2 separate regions of the Hordeum vulgare genome follow, and region 2 is linked to region 1. The links are chromatin contacts, called in public Hi-C maps. All regions are on one chromosome and are shown on one strand. Each heading gives the region's core, a stretch centred on a gene start, on an enhancer-like site or on the middle of the called end of the contact. The rest is flanking DNA. Distances are from core to core; before and after follow the strand shown.

Region 1 (5,413 bases), core at 642-3,141:
ATTACAATAGACAGTCGGGAAGTCGGCATGCTAAGGTCCAATAGAACCAACACACCAGAACAACAACCGCCGCAGATAAAAAGTGTCAATCGGAATTATCCAACCAAAAACCACACGAACAAAGATGAATGACGAAGAGATCCGAGCAAATCCATCAAAGATAGATGCATCGGAGACACCTCCACACACCCATACACGATGCTAGACGCATCATGTGGACGAGGGCTGGATGGGGAAACCTTTATTTCATCTTCAAGGAGCCGTCGCTATCTCGCCTTCATGAGTAAAATACAAACCCTAACAAAACTCGATGAAAGATCTAAAAACAAAGTCATGCCACCGACAAGGACCGAGATCCACTCCGCCTCCATGGCCATAAGGACACCGGAGACGGGGCTGACCAGCAACGATGCCCGCGGGAGGTGGTTGAGCCTTAGCTTTTTTGGGGCGGCGGCTAGGGTTAGGTAGGCATGCACGGGCATGATGGTTGCTTATTCAATTGTTTGTTGATTGGGCGATGGTGTTTTTCATGTTCCATGTCATAGAATTTTCAAGGGTTGTTCCATATCATAGTATAAGCTTCACGAGAGCGATTAACTGAAGGTTACACTTTGTGGGGCCTCCAGAGGTCAATTTTGGTGACATGATAGCACGCCAAGTGGTGTGTCTAATCATCGCACATGTTTTTCTGGTTTTAGATGTTTCATTTTTATTTTTATTTTTTGTTTTGATTCTTTTGTATGTGTTTTTTCTGGTTTTAGATGGTTTTTGGGAGGGGGGTTCAATATTTGCCCAGTTATCTCTTGGTTTTGGAGGAAAAAATTATAGATATATATTTGCGTATAAAAAAAATTATGCTTCCATGAGAAGCATATATTTTCTTCTTGTAAAGACATAAAATTTGATTATGCAAGATGCAGAACTGTGCTTCTAGAAAAAGAAAAAATATAATTTCATAAGAAACACATATTTGCTTTTTATGCAGTCATACATTTTCTTACATGAGCCGCACAACTGTGCTCATTAAAAAGGGAAAAGATTATGTTTCCATGAGAAGCACAAATTTGCTTGTTTCTCGGGAAAAGAACTTCACAACAAGCATAAATTTAGTGCTCCTGGAAAGCACATATTTTCTTCCGTTAGAATCACAGTTGCACTTCTCAAAAAATGGGGGAAGATCTATGCTTCCACGAGAAGCACATAATTGTTTGTCGAGGAGGCGCATATTTACTTTCGCGAGAAGCATAACTGTGCTTCTCGAAAAGGTAAAAATAGAAGAAGAAAAACTGAAATAATGCTTTCGCCTTTGGTTTTTTCTTTTATTTTTTTGTTTGCTGATTTTGGGGTTTTATTCTTTTTCTCGAGTTTTTTGGTTTCTTTTTTTTTGTTTTTTCTGAACAAAAGCTCATTGAGACGTATAAATTTGGAATTTAATTTCGAACATCTTGATGCGAGAAATTCCTCGATGAAAACAGCTTGAAATTTGGACGTGCGGTCCAAAAGATAAAACATTTTAACTAAATAAATTTTCAAAATATAGAAGAACTCTTAGGTTACGAACCGACGCACTTATGTGCCACTTGTCAGCGTCTAAGAAAGTGGAAGTGACTTTGCTATTTTTATTTTTGAGAAGAAGGTAACCCTTGAAATTAACTAGTGATTTCCATGCTTCATCTCGAGAAGCTGGGCAGAAAAGGCCTAACACGAGCAAGCCAATAAGCCCACCACCAGGAAGGCCGAAACAGGGCAGCACACGCAAGCCCGAATCTTGTCTAAAAAAAAAAGCGAGCCTGAATCGGCCGATCTCTCTCCATCCAAAGAAAGTGCCAGCAGGGTTCGAGAGAGCTGCTCTCTAACGATGGGGATGCTTTTGTACGCCGGTAGCCTCGCGCTTCGCCGGTCGGCTTCTGCACCCGATGCCGTGGTCTCATGCTTCTTGGGCCATGCTGGATGCAGCAACCCCGCCGCTGGCTTCCCGCTCCACCGACGGCCTCTCGGCTCTCGCTTCTTCAGCAACGGCAGCCGTCCTAGATCCAGCAACACTACGATACGAATTGCCAATTGGTAGGATACGGCCCCCTCCAACCGGTTAGGAATTGCCACGTTATATAGTTTGGTTGCAAAGATGAAAAATGGTCGGTGATAGCCATTTATGTGTTTGGTTGAGAGAATTATGGGTGGGCAGGTTTTTGGGTTGACCTCTTTGTTAGAGGTGGTGAGATTACGCATATGACATGCAATACATATTGTTTGAAGAAAATGTTGGAAATCCCATGCTATAAAGATAATACATTATTTCAAGAAAAGGCTATGTCAAAATGAAAGGACGTTGATAACCACCACACGTGTGGTGTGAGTAATATACGATTACACGCTCCATGATCACAGATTGGACCATGTCACCGTATGCATGCAGAAGTGACGAAAATGATGATCTTACTATGAATCTTTCGTCTTTTCAGTTTTTTAAATGCTTTACCTTTTAAATAAAAATTTAATTAAAAAAAATTCACCATTAAATCTGTTGCGACGAGATTTTGAAACTAGATCACATCGCTTGTCTCAGCTGGGAGTTAATCTTCCGAATGACTCGGTTATTGACAGAATCCTTGAGTCGTTTCCACCTAACTACAAGAGCTTTGTGATGAACTACAATATGCAAGGGATGGAGAAGTTCATTCCTGAGTTATATTCGATGCTGAAATCAGCAGAGGTGGAAACCAAAAAGGAACATCAAGTGTTGATGGTGAATAAGACCACCAGTTTCAAGAAAGGCAAGGGTAAGAAGAACTTCAAGAAGGACGGTAAAGCAGTTGCCGCACCCGGTAAAGCAGTTGTCGGGAAGAAGCCCAAGAATGGACCCAAGCCTGAGACTGAGTGCTACTATTGCAAGGCAATCACTGAAAGCGAAACTGCCCCAATTACTTAGCGGATAAGAAGGCCGGCAACGTCAAAGGTATATATGATATACATGTTATTAATGTATACCCTACCAGCGCTAGTAGTAGCTCCTGGGGTATTTGATACCGGTGCAGTTGCTCATATTTGTAACTTAAAACAGGAGTTGCGGAATAAGCGGAGACTGGCGAAGGACGAGGTGACGATGCGCGTCGGGAATGGTTCCAAGGTCGATGTAATCGTCGTCGGCGCGCTACCTCTACATCTACCTTCGGGGTTAGTATTAAACCTTAATAATTATTATTTAGTAGCAGCTTTGAGCATGAACATTGTATACGGATCTCGTTTGATGTGAGATGGCTACTCATTTAAATCTGAGAATAATGGTTGTTCTATTTATATAAAAGATATGTTTTATGGTCATGCCCCGCTGGTCAATGGTTTATTCTTAATGAATCTCGAACGTGATGTTACACATATTCATAGTGTGAGTACCAAAATATGTAAGGTTAATAATGTTAGTCCCACATACTTGTGGCACTACCGCCTTGATCATATCGGTGTCAAACGCATGAAGAAACTCCATATAGATGGACTTTTAGAGTCTCTTGATTTTGAATCATTTGACACGTGTGAACCATGCCTCATGGGCAAGATGACTAAGACTCCGTTCTTCGGAACAATGGAGCGAGCAACCAACTTGTTGAAAATAATACATATTGATGTATGCGGTCCAATGAGCGTTGAGGCTCGCGGTGGCTATCGTTATGTTCTCACCCTCACTGATGACTTAAACAAATATGGGTATGTCTACTTAATGAAACACAAGTCTGAGACCTTTGAAAGGTTCAAAGAATTTCAGAGTGAGGTAGAGAATCAACGTGACAAGAAAATAAAGTTCTTGCGATCTGATCGTGGAGGAGAATATTTGAGTCACGAGTTTAGCAAGCACTTAAGGAAATGTGGAATTTTTTCACAACTCACGCTGCCTCGCACACCTCAGCTTACAGTGTGTCTGAACATCGTAATCGCACTCTATTGGATATGGTGCGATCTATTATGTCTCTTACTGATTTACCGCTATCATTTTGGGGATATGCATTGGAGACTGTTGCATTCACTTTAAATAGGGCACCGTCTAAATCCGTTGAGACAACACCGTATAAATTATGGTTTGGGAAGAAACCTAAGTTGTCGTTTCTGAAAGTTTGGGGATGCGATGCTTATGTCAAGAAACATCAACCTGAAAAGCTCCAACCCAAGTCGGAAAAGTGTGTCTTCATAGGATACCCTGAGGAAACTATTGGATATACCTTCTATCTCAGATCCGAAGGCAAGATCTTTGTTGCCAAGAATGGATCCTTTCTAGAGAAAGAGTTTCTCTCGAAAGAAGTGAGTGGGAGGAAAGTAGAACTCGATGAGTTAATTGTATCCCCTCTCGAACTGGAGAGTAGCGCAGCGCATGCAAATGTTTTTGTGGTGCCTGCACCGACTAGAAAGAAAGTTAATGATGATGATCATGAAACTTTGGATCAAGTAACTACTGAACTTGGTAAGTCCACGAGGACACGTTCCGCACCAGAATGTAACGTGCATTTCTGATGTAACGTGCATTTTCTATGATTTTCCATTTGAAAACACGGAGAAACAGTTGTCGGGCCTGACACAACGTGCGTTTGGTGTACGATTTCGTTCAAATTTTGCATGAGTCATTTGTATGTTCATCCTCACTTTCTAGCAAATGTTGGATAGATTTGATGAACGTATGCATGTACATCATGTGGAACCCACGGGCGTCGGTAAGGGTGGAAAGGGTGTTATAATGCGATGATGTTTCTTTGACTCATGAAATAGATCCAAATTTTTTACACACATCCTAATGATCATCGCAAGGAGGCACGCCAAATGTTTTTAATTTCTGACATTCCGTGCATTTTCTATGATTTTCCATGCGAAAACACGAAAAAACAGTTGTCAGACGTGACACAACGTGCGTTTGGTGTCCAATTTCGTTTAAATTTTGCGTGGATCATTTTTATGTTCATTTTCACTTGCTGCTAAAAGTTGGGTAGATTTAATAAAAGTATGCATGTACATCATGTGGAACACACTAGTGTCAGTTAGGGCGGAAGAGGTGTTATAATGCGATGATGTTACTCTGACTCATGAAATGGTCCTAAATTTTTTTCGCATGCCCTACTGATCATCACAAGACGACACGCCAATTTTGTTAAATTTCTGATATAACGTGCATTTTTATGATTTTTCATACGAAAACACGAAAAAACAGTTGCCAGACGTGACACAACGTGCGTTTGGTGTCCGTTTTCGTTTAAATTTTGCTTGGGTCATTTGTATCTTCATCCTCACTTGCTGGCAAAAGTTGGCTAGATTTGATGAACGTACATGTACGTCATGTGAAACCCACGAGCATCGGTAAGGACGGAATGGGTGTTGTAATACGATGATGTTTCTTCGACTCATGAAATGGACCCAAATAAATTCACACGTCCTA
Region 2 (5,170 bases), core at 1,845-4,344, 180 kb after region 1:
TTGGTGGTGTTGTTTCTTGAAAGTCTTGCAAGCAGACGATCTTAACGTGATCGGCTATGAAGCAGGACTCACAACATTAGACACATCGTGCGTCGAAGAAGAATGGCTTCAAGGGGTTTTGATGGATTTGCCAGTGGTTGATAAGCAAGTCCCGCTATCCTTACAAACCGTGACAATCAAACAGTGATTGCCAGGGCTAAGAATTAAAAGGACAACATGCAATCCACACAGGATATAAGAAGAAGAATGAAATCTATCAGGCATTCAAGAAATTGTGGAGTAACAGCGTTGGATTATATCCAGACGACTAAGAATCTGGCAGATCCCTTTACAAAAGGGCTATCACGGATTGTGATAGAAAATGCATCAAGGAAGATGGGCATGAGACACACGTAAGTTGCCATGGGGGTAACCCAACCTATGTGATCGGAGATCCCGTGAATTAGGATCTGGGAAAACAATCGAATGGTCAACTGAGGAGAGTATCCTTACCATCCCGCTCCCTTGGAGATGAAATACTCTCGTAATATATAAGGCATGCTAACATTGGCTTAATTTGTTCCAAAGCTTGTGTAAGCAATATGGTAACCTACAGAGCATTCGTTGGAGGAACGCACCTATGTGAGCCCGACTGTTGGTTACAGTCTATGAGATTAGGTAATCTGTAGGAAGATCATGAGAAGGTAAGGAGTATGACTAATAAGCTCCACCCATGGGGTTTATCCTTCACCAGACACATATCAGTTGACAATAGGAAAAACTTCTGGACACTAAACTCACAATTCAATGCATAGTCCATTGTTCAGTTGTGAAGAAGTCTAATCCTATTGTTCTAGGTAGAAGCTCAACTTAACAGTCTCCACTTAAAATTCTGGTATATCAAACAATGTTTGGAACAATTGACAAACTTATGTGCCTCTAGATCTTATGGGGAATTGTTGGGTTATAGATGGGCTTAGGCCCATGTAAGACAATACTCCCTCGTTAATCTCTATGTCCCATGTGAGTGTAGGGCAAGTGGTGGGAAGTTTAGTACCATACTGCTATAATAGTAAGAGTGAGACCCCTTTATAAGGGTTGCTCTATCACGTTGGGAGCTTGGAAAGAGGAGTTGTACATGCACACTCCTCCTCGGCCGCCGCCTGCCTCGCCTCGCCACGCCTCGCCTCATCATGATGCGCCCGCGCACTGCAGGTTGCGGGAATGAGTCGAGCCAAACCTTATTTTTGCTGGTCATAAATGGTTAATTAATTGTGGATTAATTAATGAGTCGCTAAACGAAAGTGGCATTGTACGAGACATTGGACCGTGGGCTATTCGCGGACTTGGTCGTGGGCCTGGCCCAAACCCATCTACGCGGTGGCCTATATGAGGAGGCGCCAACTGTGGAGTGTAACCTAATCCGTCGACTCTCTCCCTCTCCGCGCAACCCTAGTCATCATCTACTGTTCCTCTTAGTGTGTTGCTTCCGGCGATCCCATCCCAACGACCGTGTGCATGGTTGGTCGGGAGAGCAGGTGCCTCCGGAACCCTGTCGTTCGAGATACTGCCTAGGAGAACGGCAATAAGGTTTTCGGGGAGCGTCTAGGCGCGGCTACTCCCGATTCGTCCCCGTATCCGTCCTCCTTTGATTCAATTACTTCCCTTGCATCAACAACATGGTCGACGCCAAGGCCGTCGTCGTCGCCACCAAGAAGAAGGCCACGGACGACGCCGAGGCAGCCGCTGCTGCCGCTGCGTTGGCTTGGCCAACCGAAGGGTTTGATATGTTCATCCCTCATTTACTCGTTCTGGTGCTAGCCGTATATGCCATGTTTATAGATATTTTGGTTCTATGTACTATACGTGCTAGTATTCTTACGTATCGGTATGAAATGCATACCGTATTTACCATGCTTGTTATTTACTCGTGGATTAGTCTACTCGGGAAAGTGCTAATATTTTCAACACCAAGAACATCAGAAATTTAAAAAAAATACATACAGGTCCATAGACCACCTAGCGACGACTACAAGCACTAAAGTGAGCCGAAGGCGCACCGCCGTCATCGACCCTTCGTCACCGGAGCCGAGCAAACCTTGTTGTAGTAGACAGTCGAAAAGTCGTCGTGCTAAGGCCCCATAGGACCAGCGCACCAGAACAACAACAGTCACCGATGAAGAAAAGAGTAGATTGGGAGTATCCAACCTGTAGGCACACGAACACAAACGAAGGAAGACCGAATCCACAGGGATCCACTTAAGACAAACGGCGACCGAATCCCATGAGATCCGTCGGAGACAAGCCTCCACACATCCTCCGACGATGCTAGGAACACCATCGGAACGAGGGCTAGATGGGGAGGACCTTATTCCATCTGCAGAGAGCCACCTCCGCCTTGCATCTCTGAGTAGGACATAAACCCTAACAAAACTTAAAAAGCATCAGAAAAGGCGCCCTTCCGTTGGCCAAGACCGGGATTCACCACGCCTCCATGGTACTAAGACCACTGAAGATGAGATAGACCGGCGACAACACCGACGGGAGGCACGAGAAACCCTAGCCTTGTGCTAGGGTACGAGCGATCGGTCGTCGTTGTGCATGGTTTTCCTTTAATTGAAATTCATGGATTTGTGTGTGCGCGTTTGCATATGAGATGTGTGTGCGTGTGCGTGGAAAGGAGGTTAAACCCCGACTTACGCATTGTTGTGATGCCCCCATCCATTCTTATTGATTAGCCTTAAGCAAATTAGCGTACACTTTACAAAACAAAATTTAATCATAGTTAAACCATTGCAAGATACTCCAGCAACTAAGTTTTGATTTAATAATAAAATGACCGCATAGCTACTCATTTCTACAGGCATAATGGACCATTTTTAAGAAAATGCATATGCATCACCCTAGCTACTGCTACTACACTCATGGTAGCACCCACCACAAGGGCCACAAGACGGTCCACAGGGCTGCCTGCCCACACAGTTCCAAGAGAATTAGTGTCGCCCACCCTTTCGCTTTGGCTTGCCAGCCGCGGCGGGCCCGTCCTGTCAGCGACACCTTTCTCCCCAGGTGGGGCTCCTTTCGTCTTTCTTTTTCACTGTCTTCCACACTGCCTTTTCTCCACTGAGACAACAGACAGACAGACGCACTCTCTCTCGCCGCCCTAATCCCTCCTCCTTTTGTCGATTTTTTGAACAATCAAACCGCCCCACTCCGCTGATTTCTTCCTCCCCAGCAAAAGGATTACGGCGTGTGCTCATCTTCTTCCTCCAGCTCTGCTGTGTTCCCACTTCCCAGACCCCGGACCCGGAGCCAGAGGAGGAGGGAGCCGCAGCAAGCAGAGCCTTTCCCCGCTCGCGGCCGCAGCGCATCGGCTGAAACAAACAATGGAGTGAAGGAAGGATGCACTGTGCCTGTGCCTGGGCTGGGATGAGGATCCGGTCGGTTTCCATCCCTTGATGCTCAAGATCGACGGACAAGCAGCAGCTCAGGTTTCCTAGCTGCTTCTCTTCTCTGCTTTGCTTGCCTCCGTGGGAGTGAGGTCTCGAGGGAACCCCATGGCGTCCGCCGCCGCTCTTCTCCTCCAGTTCCAGCTGCTGCTGCTCCTCGCACTCTCCGCTGCTCAGCCTGGTGAGTCGCCCTTCCTTCTCTTCTCGCGAGATTCTTGGGCCACGGAGGATTAGGCTAGAATCCATACCCTTAGATGCCGGAAGAGTCCAGATTTCTAAGGAGATTTGCGCAGCATATACACGCTCATACAGTTTCAGATTCCATCCTCTTATTATGCAACACATGTATGCTATACTCCACTTGCTAAGCTCGGGGGACCAGCAAATAAAAGTAGCAAATTGGGCTTGTGTGCAGGTTTCATCAGCTTGGATTGTGGGGGAGCTGATGATTACACAGATGGCATTGGCATCCAGTGGACTTCTGATGCCAAGCTGGTCTTCGGTGGGCAGACCACAAACCTGCCAGTCCAAAACCAGCTCCAGAAGCAATATTCAACTCTCAGGTATTTTCCAGCAGACACCAGCAAGTACTGCTACACGATGAATGTCAGGACCAGGACAAGGTACCTCGTCAGAGCTAGCTTCCTCTACGGCAACTTCGACAACAGCAACGTATACCCCAAGTTTGATCTCTCCCTCGGGGCGACTCCCTGGTCCACGGTCATAATCGATGATGCCGACACGCCCGTGGTAGAGGAGGCGATTATCTTGGCTGCTGCCCCGACACTCAGTGTCTGCCTCTCCAATGCCAGCACAGGACAGCCCTTTATCTCTACGCTCGAGCTTCGCCAGTTTAACGGTTCACTCTACTATACTGACTATGAGGCACAGTTCTTCCTTGCACTGTCTGCAAGGATAAATTTTGGTGCTGACGGCAATAAATCAGTCAGGTACTGCTTTCCTACATAATATTTGTGCCAGCATTGTCAATCACTTTGTATTGGCGTTGGAAACATGTGCTTGTTGCAATCTCCTGTCCTACTTAGGTTTGCAGTTATATTGTACCACTAGAGTGTCTGACTGTGCCATACTGCCACGAAAAGTTCTTCCTTTTTTGAGAGGGTAGACATAACAAAGTTCTGATCACGCTTCGCTTAGTACCATGTGTTTTTAGTTTTGACATCAAATGCCTTGTTCAACGAAAAAAAAAGATAGTTGAAGGGTGCTCTTTCTTTGAATTTCTCAGGTACCCTGATGATCCATTTGATAGGATATGGGAATCTGACTCTTTGAGGAGAGCGAATTACCTTGTTGATGTTGCTCCAGGGACTGAAAGAATATCGACCACAAAACCTGTATTCGTCGGTACTGAACTAGAACCACCTGAAAAAGTCATGCAAACAGCAGTGGTTGGCAAAAATGGATCCTTGAACTACCGGCTTGATTTGGAAGGGTTCCCGGGAAATGCATGGGCAGTCTCATATTTTGCAGAAATTGAAGATTTGGCCCCAGATGAAACTAGGAAATTCAAGTTGGTGGTTCCTGGCATGCCATTATTCAGTAAACCAACCGTTGACGTGGAGGAGAATGCGCAGGGGAAATATCGTTTGTACCAACCAGGTTACGTAAATGTGACACTTCCATTTGTTTTCTCTTTTGAGTTCAAGAAGACAAATGATTCTTCAAAGGGACCTATTTTGAATGCTATGGAAATTTACAAACATGTTCAGATTACCATGGGA

Evidence for each region. A called contact is a pair of places that touch in the nucleus more often than the background predicts.
Region 2: a Hi-C map of seedling shows a contact between it and region 1, with 3 times the contacts expected there. The contact joins the promoter of LOC123452056 here to the enhancer-like site in region 1. A contact is called at or near these places in 2 of 6 Hi-C or Micro-C datasets (leaf and seedling).

What each region holds. Positions count from the first base shown.
Region 1 is chr5H:338,452,745-338,458,157 of MorexV3_pseudomolecules_assembly, forward strand. No RefSeq gene overlaps it. Among protein-coding and RNA genes, the nearest start is that of LOC123452934, 18 kb to the right of the region's middle. Within about 2 kb of position 1,892, at least 2 of the 3 cell types and tissues checked have open chromatin away from gene starts, as enhancers often do. A contact at or near this core is called in leaf and seedling, where this site is marked.
Region 2 is chr5H:338,626,983-338,632,152 of MorexV3_pseudomolecules_assembly, forward strand. LOC123452056 (probable LRR receptor-like serine/threonine-protein kinase At1g67720) reads left to right here and starts at 3,095. Exons shown (of 15, transcript XM_045128630.1): 1 at 3,095-3,609; 2 at 3,844-4,378; 3 at 4,675-5,170. The coding sequence starts at 3,537.